Linked DNA regions of Arachis hypogaea: region 1 is linked to region 2. A link is a contact called in public Hi-C data. All regions are on one chromosome and are shown on one strand. The core of a region is the stretch at or near the end of the contact, and the rest is flanking DNA. Distances in the headings are between cores, read along the strand shown. Region 1 holds the start of LOC112797243 (probable inactive receptor kinase At5g58300). Region 2 holds the start of LOC112797240 (thioredoxin H-type).

Region 1 (6,008 bases), core at 440-2,939, 140 kb after region 2:
GGTAATCATAAACCACTAGCTTCTCATCCTTGGAATAATAGTAAGCACTAAATGGAACAACATTTGGATGCTGATCAAGCTTTTGCACAGTTTCCATTTGCTGTTCAAATTCTCTCTTCCCAATTGCAACTTCCTTCAGCCTCTTAACAACAACTACTGTCCCTTCTTCCAAGACTGCCTTATAAGTTGTTCCACAACTTCCCTTACCAAGAACTTCAGCTGAAGCTCTTAACAAATCCTCAAGATCAAAGTTATAAGAACACCCTCCGAAAAATACCAACTTGTTCTTCTCAGGTTCTTGCACACCACTCCCAAAATCCTCCCTAAGATTCTCACCAAGTTTACTTGCTTTTGGTGCCTCATTTTGTTCACCAACTCTCTTCTTAAGAAAATACAACACCAACATCAAAACTAGTAGAAAAAGTAGTCCGAAACCTCCCAAGGCGGCAGCGACCACCACCCCAAGAATTGGCCTCTTCTTGGAAACATCACTTGAATTTTGAGATACTATTAGTGGAGACAACATTGGACTACTAAGAGGACTTGATGAGGAACATTGTTTTGTCAAAGGTGGTCCACATAGCATCAAATTCCCATCAAATGATGAAGATTGAAACCTATGAAATGCTAAAGGAATTGAACCATTAAGGTTGTTAAAGCTCAAATCCAAATCCTTAAGGCTAGGAAGGGTTACATTAGGAATAGGCCCTATAAGTGAATTGTTCTTGAGGAACAAACCAGTTAGATTAGTCAAATTTTGGATTGAGTTTGAAATTTGTCCTGTGAAAGAGTTATGTGACAAATCAAGAAGCACAAGCCTAGGTGGAAGAAAATTTGGAAATTCACCTGAGAAATTGTTATGTTGAAGATATAGAAACCTTAGGGAATGAAGGGCAAGAATGTCATTTGGGATTTTGCCACTCAATGTGTTAGACCTTAGACTAAGACTTGTGAGGCCATTGAGCTTACCAATTGTGTTTGGTGGCAGAGAACCTCTCAAACCAACACCTGGTAGCCTCAGTGAAATTACATTTGTGCCCTTGGGATTGCAGGTAACTCCATTCCATGAATTGCACATTGAAGTGTTCATGTTCCAATTCACCTTTTTGCCATGGTGAAATGCTGATGCAAAATCAAGGAGTGCTTGCTTTTCTGAATGTAGATCAGATATTGTAGTTTGAGGGAAGAGAAGAAGAACAAGAACAAGAATCTGAATCAGAAGCAGAAAATCTTGTTCTATGAAGATGTTTGAATGTTGTAGCATCATCAAGTTCAGTGACTCCACCACTTGGTTAATTTCCCTAACAATGTGAGATTCAAAAACATTAGCACATTGATCAAATTCAAACTCATATGAAGTAAAATGTAACCATGAATTCAAAGCTATAACAACAGATTGAACACATTACATATATTTGTTCTGCAATTTATATACAATATATATTGATACAAAGAAAATGAACTTACTTAAAATGAAGTTGGAAAGAAGAATAATATATTTGAAGACAGTTAGAATGCAGTAACAAGAAACAGTGCTGAGAAATGAAAACCTTTTTAAAAAATAATAACAATTTAAAAGGAAAATCAAGTTTGGAAGTTGGAAGTTGGAAGTGGGAGCAGAAGAGGAAGAGTCACAGAATGGACTTTGAGGGAATGTTAAGTGATATGGAAATTAAATAAATAATGTCATTTGGACTTTGGAGAAAGCAATGCCTTTTATTATTATTATTATTATTATTATTATTATTATTATTATTTCTAACTTTTTTTTACTGATTTTTTGTGCACATAGTATTTTTTATTATTTATTATTTTGTTAAGGCATTGTTTGGTTGGCTAATTTTTTTTATATTGTTTAAATATATGTGTAATACATTATTATTGGAAGATTGGGTGTTTTTTTTTGATATGGTGTTTTATTCAAATCGGACGGTCCGATTTGTTTGAAGAGAAAAATAAATTACAAATCGGAGGATCCGATTTGTTTGGAGAAAAAAATAAACTACAAATCGAAGGGTCCGTTTTGTATTTTGTATTTTTTTTATTTTTTAAAATAAAAATCAAACGGTCCGATTTCAACATTAAAATTTTTTTTTTCGAATTCACAAATCGGACCGTCCGATTTGTGATTGTTTGTTTGAAAAAAAAAAATAAAACAAACAAATAGGTGCATCTGATTTGTACATCCCATATCAATGTGAAACACACTTCTGTTCACAGCTTCTTGTTATACACTTCTCTCTCCCACATAAAAAATAACAAGCGTTGTTGGGTTAGGTTGTCCATTGGTGGTGGTGAGAGCAAATCTTTAACGGCATTATTATTTACTTCATGAACACGCCAAAAATGCCTCACACATACACAACGTAGATACTTAGATACATAGGAAGAAAAGGTTATTAATAAAAAGGGTACTACAATAGTATAGTACTATTTATTTTCTAATTTATTATCTTATGCTATAGTTTTTTATATGAATAGTGTTTAGCTTTTGGTTTTCTTGTTTATGATTTGGGAGGCACACATTCAACGTTTATAAACTCAGCTTCAAGTTCAAGCCTTCTTCATATTTATTCGGCCACCCTAGCTAGCTATTTGTTAAGTGCATAGCTTTTTTTTTTTTTTTGGGGGGGGGGGGGGGTAACTTAAGCGCATAGTTATTAATGTTACCAATGATGTTACGACGAATTAAAAGATTTTATTGCATAAATATGATTCATTGATTAATATATTTACTAGATTAAAAAAGGCTAAACTACAAAAATATATTTAAATTTTTTTTTATAAAAACATTCTTAAATTTTGCTATCAAAAAATAATATTTTAAATTATTTAAAACATGACAAAAATATACATTCTTAAATTAAAATGTTTTACGTTAACAAAAAATAGTATGCAGTAAATAAAGTTTTTTAGGTGACAAATGAGAGTTAGACGTTAACAAATGAGTCACAATATATTTTTTTATTGTCACAATATATTTTTTTATTGGCGAAATATATCTTTGATCACAGTTGAGTATTTTTTTAACGTTTTTTAAATTATTTAAATTATTTGAAGGTATTTTTATCAATAATTTTTAAAAATATTTTTGTCAATACTAAAATAATTTGAGTGCATCTTTTGTGGTTTACCTATTAAAATAAAGCTTCAATTATTAGTAGTTAGAAAAACTCTTTGTTACAATGATACACATTATCGTTGATAATAGCTCATAATTAATTAGTTTTATAGTAATTAATAACTACTAGTAATTGAATTATACTAAAAGTAGTTTAGTATACCGAAAAATATCACTAATGCTAAAAATAATTTAAAATATCTATAATGTAAAATTATTTTATGTTCGATAAGTCATGTACTGGATGATTTGGGATGATCCTTGTGTGAATAGGTGGGACGTAGCCTGGAATGGGTCGCGGGGGTGAGACGAGGAACCGACGTTCCGAGATTTCGAAAAGAGAGGGGAGGTGTCACCTGCAATGACACTCCGACGCTCAAGTCAATTGAGTGTGCAGGCAAGAAAAGGGGGGTAAGGTAGAGTGTGACGTACCTTGGGGGAAGGGCAGGTCCTTCCCCATTTATACCGTGTCAGAGGTGGGCCCTTCAAGGACAGGCCCACTTTTCTCGAAACTTCCTCACAACTGTAGCGGAGAGCTGTCGAGGATGCGTGTTCGGGTCGCGTAGCGAGCGGTACGTGCCCGACCGTTCGGGTCGGGTCGTCATGGGGTCAGTTCGACCCACGAGTGGCTTGGGCCGGGCCGTAACAGTGCCCCCAACGCGCCGGCAAATAGCCGCACAAGCTGTTAGTGGCGTGTTATCTTTTTGCTCGTTGTCGTCGGGTCGGTCGCTCGTGGAGGGAACGCGCCTCCTGTGTGCGTGCCCATTCGTTGTTGGGACGATCATCCGTCGTCTCGTACCTCGCGCAGGGCATTAAATGCTCATAATGGGTTGGAAAATCCTGTACGCAAAAACCATTTTGTCCCCAGGCCTTTCACGCTCCCTTTTCAACAGTTTTAAACAGTTTTGCATGGGTTCTCCCTTCTCATTCTTGCTCTTCCCACATATTCCTTCTGCATTCCCTATCGTCAAAGACTTGTTCCAGAATTCCTGTGCGTTCCTTTCTCTTCCAAGTTCTTGCAATCAGTCCAGGTAACCATCGATCCTTTTTCTTCTCTTTAATGTCTCTTTGCATGTTTACTGTGCGTGGTTGCTGCTTTGTTGTTTGGTTCCTATAAAATGGATACCTCTTCAATGTCGAGTAGGTGTGCTAGGGGGGTTGCCATTCTGGAATAGGCCTTATTTGATATTGACTTCAGGCATGTTTAGTTCGGGTTGTAGGGTAGACGTAGTTTATAGGTTTTTTCCGGGTTTTCGATCTCATAGACTAATCGAGTGGTGCCCCCACTGTAGGTATGCCTCGTGTTGTCGCTCGGGCTTCAACCTCCGACGCGAGTTATGACTCGTATGCTTGGGTGGTCTCCGACCTCAGGGATTCCCCAAACCAAATGGGTGAGGAGGAGCTCACCGAGTTTCGTCAGGCCAACTATCTGTGTGGGGGTACCGACGAGGAGGCTAATTACGACGTATACGTCCCTGCTCCTCACGAGCGGCTATATGAGCTCAACTTCCATGCTCCCCGGGTCCCCGATTGGATTTGGTTCTATAAAGCCATGTTTACCCAAGTGGGAGTTCGCATTCCTCTCTCCCCCTTCCAGATGGGACTTTTAAGTCGGATTTCCATGGCGCCGTCGCAACTGCATCCGAACAGTTGGGCGTCGATTTGCTGTTTCGAGATGGTATGCAAGCATCTGGAGCTTCTGGCATCTGTTGATGTCTTCCCTTCTTCTTCAACCTTACGAACCCTTCCAAGGAGGGGAAAGCGAGGAAAGGGTTTATGTCTTTCCGATCTGCCCAGGGGCCGAGAATATTTTGTTTGTTCGAGGACTCCTACCATGGGTTCAAGGATAAATACTTTAAGGTTTGACCGGTCAAGGGTCGTCACCTCTTTTGGTTGTCATTGGAGAGAGAACGCCTCATCCCGACATATTGGAGTTTCGGGGCGGGATCCAATACTTTTATTAAAGTCACCTATAAAGGGATGTCGGCTGTAGATCGGAAGATAGCCGACGTGTTATGGGTCGTTTTCGGAAGAAACCATGTAAATCCCCACCTCCTCATGGGTAGTCGGGAGGTCGCCCGAGATTATATTCGTGAGTCGCCTATATCGTGTTTGTATTTTGCATGGTTACTTGTTGTCTTAGTATGCTGGTTACTAATTTGTTCATTTCTTGTTTACAGTGGGGATGTCTGTTGAAGTCACCGGCCTTGAGAACTTGTACAAGACTTTCTTGGAGGAAGAGGATGGTGAGGAGGCCGGAGGGCAATCAGTGGCGCCTCCTGAGGACGAGGGGACACAAATGGCGCCCACGCCTCCCGACGTAGTCATGGTGGATAAAATCGTCGATCCAATACATGGTTCCCCCGTTCTCCAGGAAGTGACGGGTACTGGGCACTCGTCTTCCATTTGTCAGGAGAAGGATGAGGAGTTGAGGGTCATCCCTACTCCCAAAAGACAAAGGTCGCAGTCTAGCCCTGAGGGGGTCCTTACCGTTATGGAAAGGAACTTTGATGCCGGGTCATTCACAGATACCCAACTGCTTCCCGGCACAGAGGAACATTTCCATGCTACCGACCTTTCGGGGCAAGCACGATGAATATATTGCACCCTCCTTCGCGGCGCGGCCATAGCTCGGAAGGCTGAGTTTGAGCTATCAGGAATGGCGTCGCTTCGTCGGAAACTTGAGACCGCTGCCTCGGCCAATAATAAGCTCAAGGCTCAAGTTGAAACACTTCAAGAGCAGCTGGCCGAGGCGGGGAATAAGCTTGAGGCTGCCGAGAAGAAGACCGCGTCTGCCGAAGAAAAGTTGAAGACTGCCGATGCTTCCGTGTCTCGTCTGACGGAGCAGAAAATGACTTTGAAGAGCCAGTTAAGTGCTGCACAAGGT
Region 2 (5,715 bases), core at 1,323-3,822:
ATACAATGTTATAGGTTATCAACCATTCACCACTGAGAAAATAAAAGTAAAAACTAAAATTGGTTATTAACATATCTTCCTGACCTAACTGTTAGCTATCTACAAGCTACAACAAGAAATTTGTTTTCGTTAGTTGCCTAGGCAGTGTAATCGGAACCATTGATCATTTCTAATATTTAGATCTTTTTGAACAGTTGAGAAAAAGTAATATATTGCCCTTTTCTAATTCTTACATAATTTTTCATCAGTTGTTGCATCCTACTATTTTTTGTCCCCATTCTTGCTTATTACCCGTCTAACCTAACAGCTACAGATCATATACAAGCAGGACGAATATTCGAGAGTTAATATCTCAATGCAGCTGGCAAATAAGTAGGTCTTGGACACTAAAAAACCATAATCAAACACTAACACTTTAAAGTTACAAGCACAGCATAGTTAGAACTTTTTGTAAGAATATGCTATATATATTGAAGGAAACAGTTCATCACAGAAAACAGGAGAAAAGTTTCAGGCTTTTCAACTTTTAATCAGCATAGCAATGAAGAATCTCATTGATTTACCCTAATATTCTTACCTTATCCAAACAGTTCCCCATATAATTGTTCAAAAGCCACAAATTCTGAAGTTTGAGAGGAAATACCACCAAGTTCTGCAGAACAAATTTCTGCAAGGCCAAAAAAATAAAAAGGGAGTAAGAGAGGTACGGAGAACAATAGCCAACTCAAATGAATGTAACACTTTATTGGTTGGCTTCGAACCGGTGAGTTACCCCAAGGCCATAGTGAAAGCAAAATTCAAGCAACATAAGAAAATAAATTAGTAGTCTATAAGTGTTCACTTAAAAAGAATATCAGGAATTAGCACACATCTGAAGAAGGATACATTAAAAACACAGGTGCAAGAAACAGAAAACTTATATTATTGGATGACTAAGCAGGAGCAAAAATCAAGTGAAGGAATGGAGCTAAACCAAAATAAATATAAAAACAATGTGCACAAGGGATTCCCCATCATCTATGGACTAGTGGCAGCTGGGGTTTCATAAACAGTACAAACTGTCACACACACCCAACTTAATGTTGTCGATCAGAACCTTCTCCCGCAGACCCAATCGGACAGGCGGTATTCCTTCGTCAGCCCAGTTTCTCTCATTCTTGTCTAGTGTATTAGACTCCATTGTAGGTCATTCAGAAGGTCTCCTTTTCTATTTTAGGCCGGGCATATAGCAACAACCATGACATGGTTTCCTCAAACTTGAAGGTCGAAAGCATGGTCTTGAACTAGCATGGGAGCTTGGGTATGCATGTCAGGCTGTGGCTGCGCATGGTTCACTTGTTCAACCATCCTGAAGGTTGCGCTTGATCCCGATGTCAAAATCAAGTGAAAAACCTCTAGAATGAGTCCGGGCAACATTTATTGCTTAGCACCAATATGGTTGCTGCCTACATGGCTCACACAGGAGCAACTGATATCTCTTGACTCCAAGCTGTGGCAAATGATGTCTCCAAGCTGAAAGAGCAAAACAACAACTACAACAGTGCGAACAAGAATAGCACCACAGCAATAAAAATTCCTTCATACCAAGAAGTGCTCCAAAGCTCTCAACCGAAATCGACTCCACCCTCACTCTTTCTCTCCCAAACATTCTCCCAGCCCCAGGCCTTTTTCCTTCCTCAAATCCTCTGAGTTCTACTCTCACCCACCCACCCCCTCCTTTAAGATTCTTAAGGCTGATTTGGTTTGCTATGCTCTTTTTTGTTTCAGCATTTCTTGCCCCAAATAGATATGCACATGGTCCAATTCTAAAATTCTAACGCATTAAGAACTCTATTAAGTGTTCCCAATATGCAAAGCACAGTTTCTTTTTCTCTTTTAAATTGCATAGGTTGCTCAGAACTCTGTGATTACAGAACAGACTTTCTATATCTGGAATTTAAAGTTGCAAGCTTTCCATAAATTTGCACATAATAAAGAGAACCCCACGAAAATCATGCATTAAAAGAAACAATAAATGAAGAGAAAACAAGGGTTTATTTCTGCAATCAGAAAAAAAAATAGAGAAAAGGGACAATTAAATTACCTGAAACAATTGAAGGGTCTAAGTCTGAGATAGTTGAATTGCTGCAGATAGAAACACTGAAAGGGTTAAGAACAGCAAATTGAATATTTAAAGGGGAATTTGAGAAACTATCACTACTTTTCGGAGAAGATAAGGAGCAAGAGTCATGTGCTGGCGTGAATTAAATTGACGTTTGTTTACTTGTTTTTGTTGACACATAAAAACAGAAACAGAAACCAAAAACCAAAAAAAAAAAGGGGAAAAAACCAAAAAGAAAATAAACAATAAATAAATAATTAATAGGTTATTGATGAACAAACTACTTATTAATTCAGGTGAAATTGTTACTTCTGGTAATAAAACAGATTAGAAAGAAAAAAAAAAGTTTTGAGTATCGTTATTTGTACATCTAGAATCTCCACACCCCGTAATACAGATGGGAGAGGGTGTTAAGAGTGTAGAAAAATAACCCCTCTCTCTAATGGGCAAGAGAAATTAGGGTTCTTATTTCTTAATAATAATAATAATTTATCTAATTAAAGAAAAAAATAGTGGTTAATAAAATAAAATATTAAAATTATTTAAAGCATAATCTTTTATCATAAATTGGGGAAATGATATGGTTTTTAAAAGTTGATTTTTAATCATTTTAATTATACAAAAAAAAAATTTAAAATTTAACAAATGATACAAGTATACAACATTTCATTTTTTAAAGAAACAATTTATAAACAGAAGAACAGTAACTAACTCTCTGTGATCATGTGTGTCATTAATACACAAATTAAGAAATTAATTTATCTTAATTATATATTAAATATATATTGAGAATCGTTTATGTAACTTAAGCTAAGGACAAAAATTGGATAAAGCTCTAGTAGTAATTTATGGTTTTATAAAAAAAACATTTTAATTAAATGACAGTACAGAATATTTTAAACTCTAGTATATCAAATTAAACTCATAAATAACTGAATAAATGTCACAAGAGAAATAGTTTAAGAGACCAGGTTTTATTCTATTGATTAATGTTAGAGGCATATCTACTTAAAAAAAAAAATGATTAATTAATAGTTGGTGGGATTTGGGATGGAGAATGAGCAATGTACGTAAAAAAAATGCAGATTACTTAAAAATAAAGTAAGACCAAATCGAAGCTTAAGATGCCAAAAAACCAGTGTTGATGTTGCTTTTCTTAATATATTTTCACTGTCATGTCACTAAATTTGAAACAGAAGATTCACATTGATAGTCTACTTGATTATTTAGAACAAATTTTTTATTAGATCTAAAATGAATTAAAAGGTTTTGTTTGTGATGACTAATTGAGTAATTGACTATTATTATGGTAGTTTTGATTATTGTACAATTTTAATAATATTTAAAAAATATTAAAATATATACATGAGACATGTTTATATGATGACTAACTAACTACTATTATATAGTGATGATAATGGTTATCGTACCATTTTAGTAATATTTAAAAATATTAAAATAATGTTTTTTGATATTTAAAAATATTTTTTAATTTAAAATATATTATAAAAAAATGAAAATTTTGACATTAATTTTAACCATATCTTTTTAAGTATTTTCAAGTTCGTCTTAGATTAGTATATTTAAGGTTTCTAGCAACATTCCTTCCAAAAAAAAAAGGTTTCTAACAATATTGTATGCAACATGGTTAAGAAACATATGTATTTCACATGATTAAAATGTGTAGCAAAGGTGAGAAAGTTGGGGGTCTTTCAATGTTGGCAGGCTGGTGTGTCCATAATATAGTTTATTAATTTTAGTTGTATTCACATGTGTTTGTTCAAAAACACCAACCACCATTGGGCCACAACAAAAGCTAAAGGGCAACACAATTGGCCGTTGATAATAAGCAGTTACATGTGAATCCAACTTTAATTTTCTGTTGAGCAACCATAATGAATGCTTCACCAAGTTTGATTATATTGGGGAAAAGAGAAAAATTGATTATGTTTGCAATAATAATGATTTTCTTGGTAATTTTACATACATGTTAAATTTTTGATGATTTATTCTGGTCAAATAATCAAATGTGCTTTTCATATTATAATATTTTTTTTAGAAATAAGTATTGTTTTAGTCATTGAAATTTACGGTCAAATTTAATTTTTTTTTTAATTTTTTTAGTTCAAAATGATCATCAATATTTTATTTAATATTAAAATAATATTTTTGACAATTTTAATCTTTTATAAAATTTGATAATTGAAAAAATTCTCTTTACCTCTCATCAGTCATCATCCTCCATCATGACAAAGAAAATGACGACAACGACAAAAGCATATTTTTTTATCATTTTTGTTCTGCTGAAGCAAATCTAGAATTTTTCACTTCTTTGCCTGCAATAGCAATAACATTCGATCCTGTCGAATTGCTCTTCTTACATCTATTTGGCAAAGCCTGAACTAGATTCGGAGTCCACACAAAGTACTTCTCTAGTGAAATTCCATCCAAATCGTCGTCTACCTTCGACGAAGACAATGACGACGTTGGAGGATCGTGGCTACTCCAGCGATTCTCCACATCTTTGTCGATTAATAACTCTTCCATCGAAAGTCAAATGCAGACGCCATTGCCGTTAGATCCACCGCCGCACTCTGGTGAAGTTCTAGCAAAGACTTGGTTGAAGATTGGGAAAGAAGACCATTGTAGCGATTAAAGAAAATGTCATTAGCAACCTTTTGAAACGCTATGAACCCAAAAATTAGTATTGTCGTTTTGGAGATGATCTTGCTGGTTGTTGTTTGGGTAAAGATCTGTGTCTTTTCAAGGAAGAGAGTAGTGCTCTCGTGTAACTTGATCAGCGATGTGTGCAAGTTTGTGAGAAGAGTAAGTGTTAAAGCTTGGGCTCACAAACAAGTACTCCTCAATCTCTTCTTCATCTTGTTTCAATAATTCTATAAATTTTTCAGTTTCTCAGGTAGTGTTGTTAGTGGTGACTATGGATAAGAAGGTAGTGCTAGTAGATATAGGATGGGAACTGATACAGTAGTAGAAGTATTTTTGTTATTTAAAAAATATTATCTTCAAAAGGACGATTTTAATACTAAATAGAATGTTAAGGATCATTTCAAAAAAAAAATAAATTTACAGACGATTTTAATTTTGATTCTAAATTTTAGGGATAAGTACTTATTTTTTTTAAGTATTTCATCTATTTTTAAATTAATCCCTCTTTGTATTTTTTCAATCTATTTTTTTCCAAAACTGTTTCTATAGCATCTCACATTCAAGCTTTCAAATAAATTTGCGCCAACAAGTCAATAACTGCTTGCTCTAAAAAGAACTCCAGATATACACGGGTGATTGAGAACTTTACCAATCAATTCATGTATTTACAAGATATTGAAGCTAAGTGGGTTGATGCACTCTATGTTGAAAGACGACTATTCCGATATAGAATAAAATTAAAGTAAGACGTACGCGATGACATGCATAGAGACAAATTATTTAACTATATGATATATTTTTTAAGTGTTATATTATTTAAAAATTGATTAGATAATATGTAAAATAATATTAAATTTAAATTATTTTATATTAAAAATATTTTACAGAAAATTCATTTGACAATTTTTATATCATTCTATATAATTATTCACTAAAACATAATACAA

What was found. Hi-C and Micro-C count contacts between places; a contact is called where the count stands out from the background.
Region 1: a Hi-C map of an unstated tissue shows a contact between it and region 2, with 3 times the contacts expected there. The contact joins the promoter of LOC112797243 here to the promoter of LOC112797240 in region 2. A contact is called at or near these places in 3 of 8 Hi-C or Micro-C datasets (leaf and an unstated tissue).

What each region holds. Positions count from the first base shown.
Region 1 is chr4:110,410,535-110,416,542 of arahy.Tifrunner.gnm2.J5K5, forward strand. It overlaps LOC112797243 (probable inactive receptor kinase At5g58300), which reads right to left and starts at 1,690. Exons shown (of 3, transcript XM_025840070.3): 1 at 1,468-1,690; 2 at 1-1,301. The coding sequence starts at 1,267.
Region 2 is chr4:110,268,661-110,274,375 of arahy.Tifrunner.gnm2.J5K5, forward strand. It overlaps LOC112797240 (thioredoxin H-type), which reads right to left and starts at 2,573. Exons shown (of 6, transcript XM_025840063.3): 1 at 2,470-2,573; 2 at 2,084-2,124; 3 at 578-667. The coding sequence starts at 598.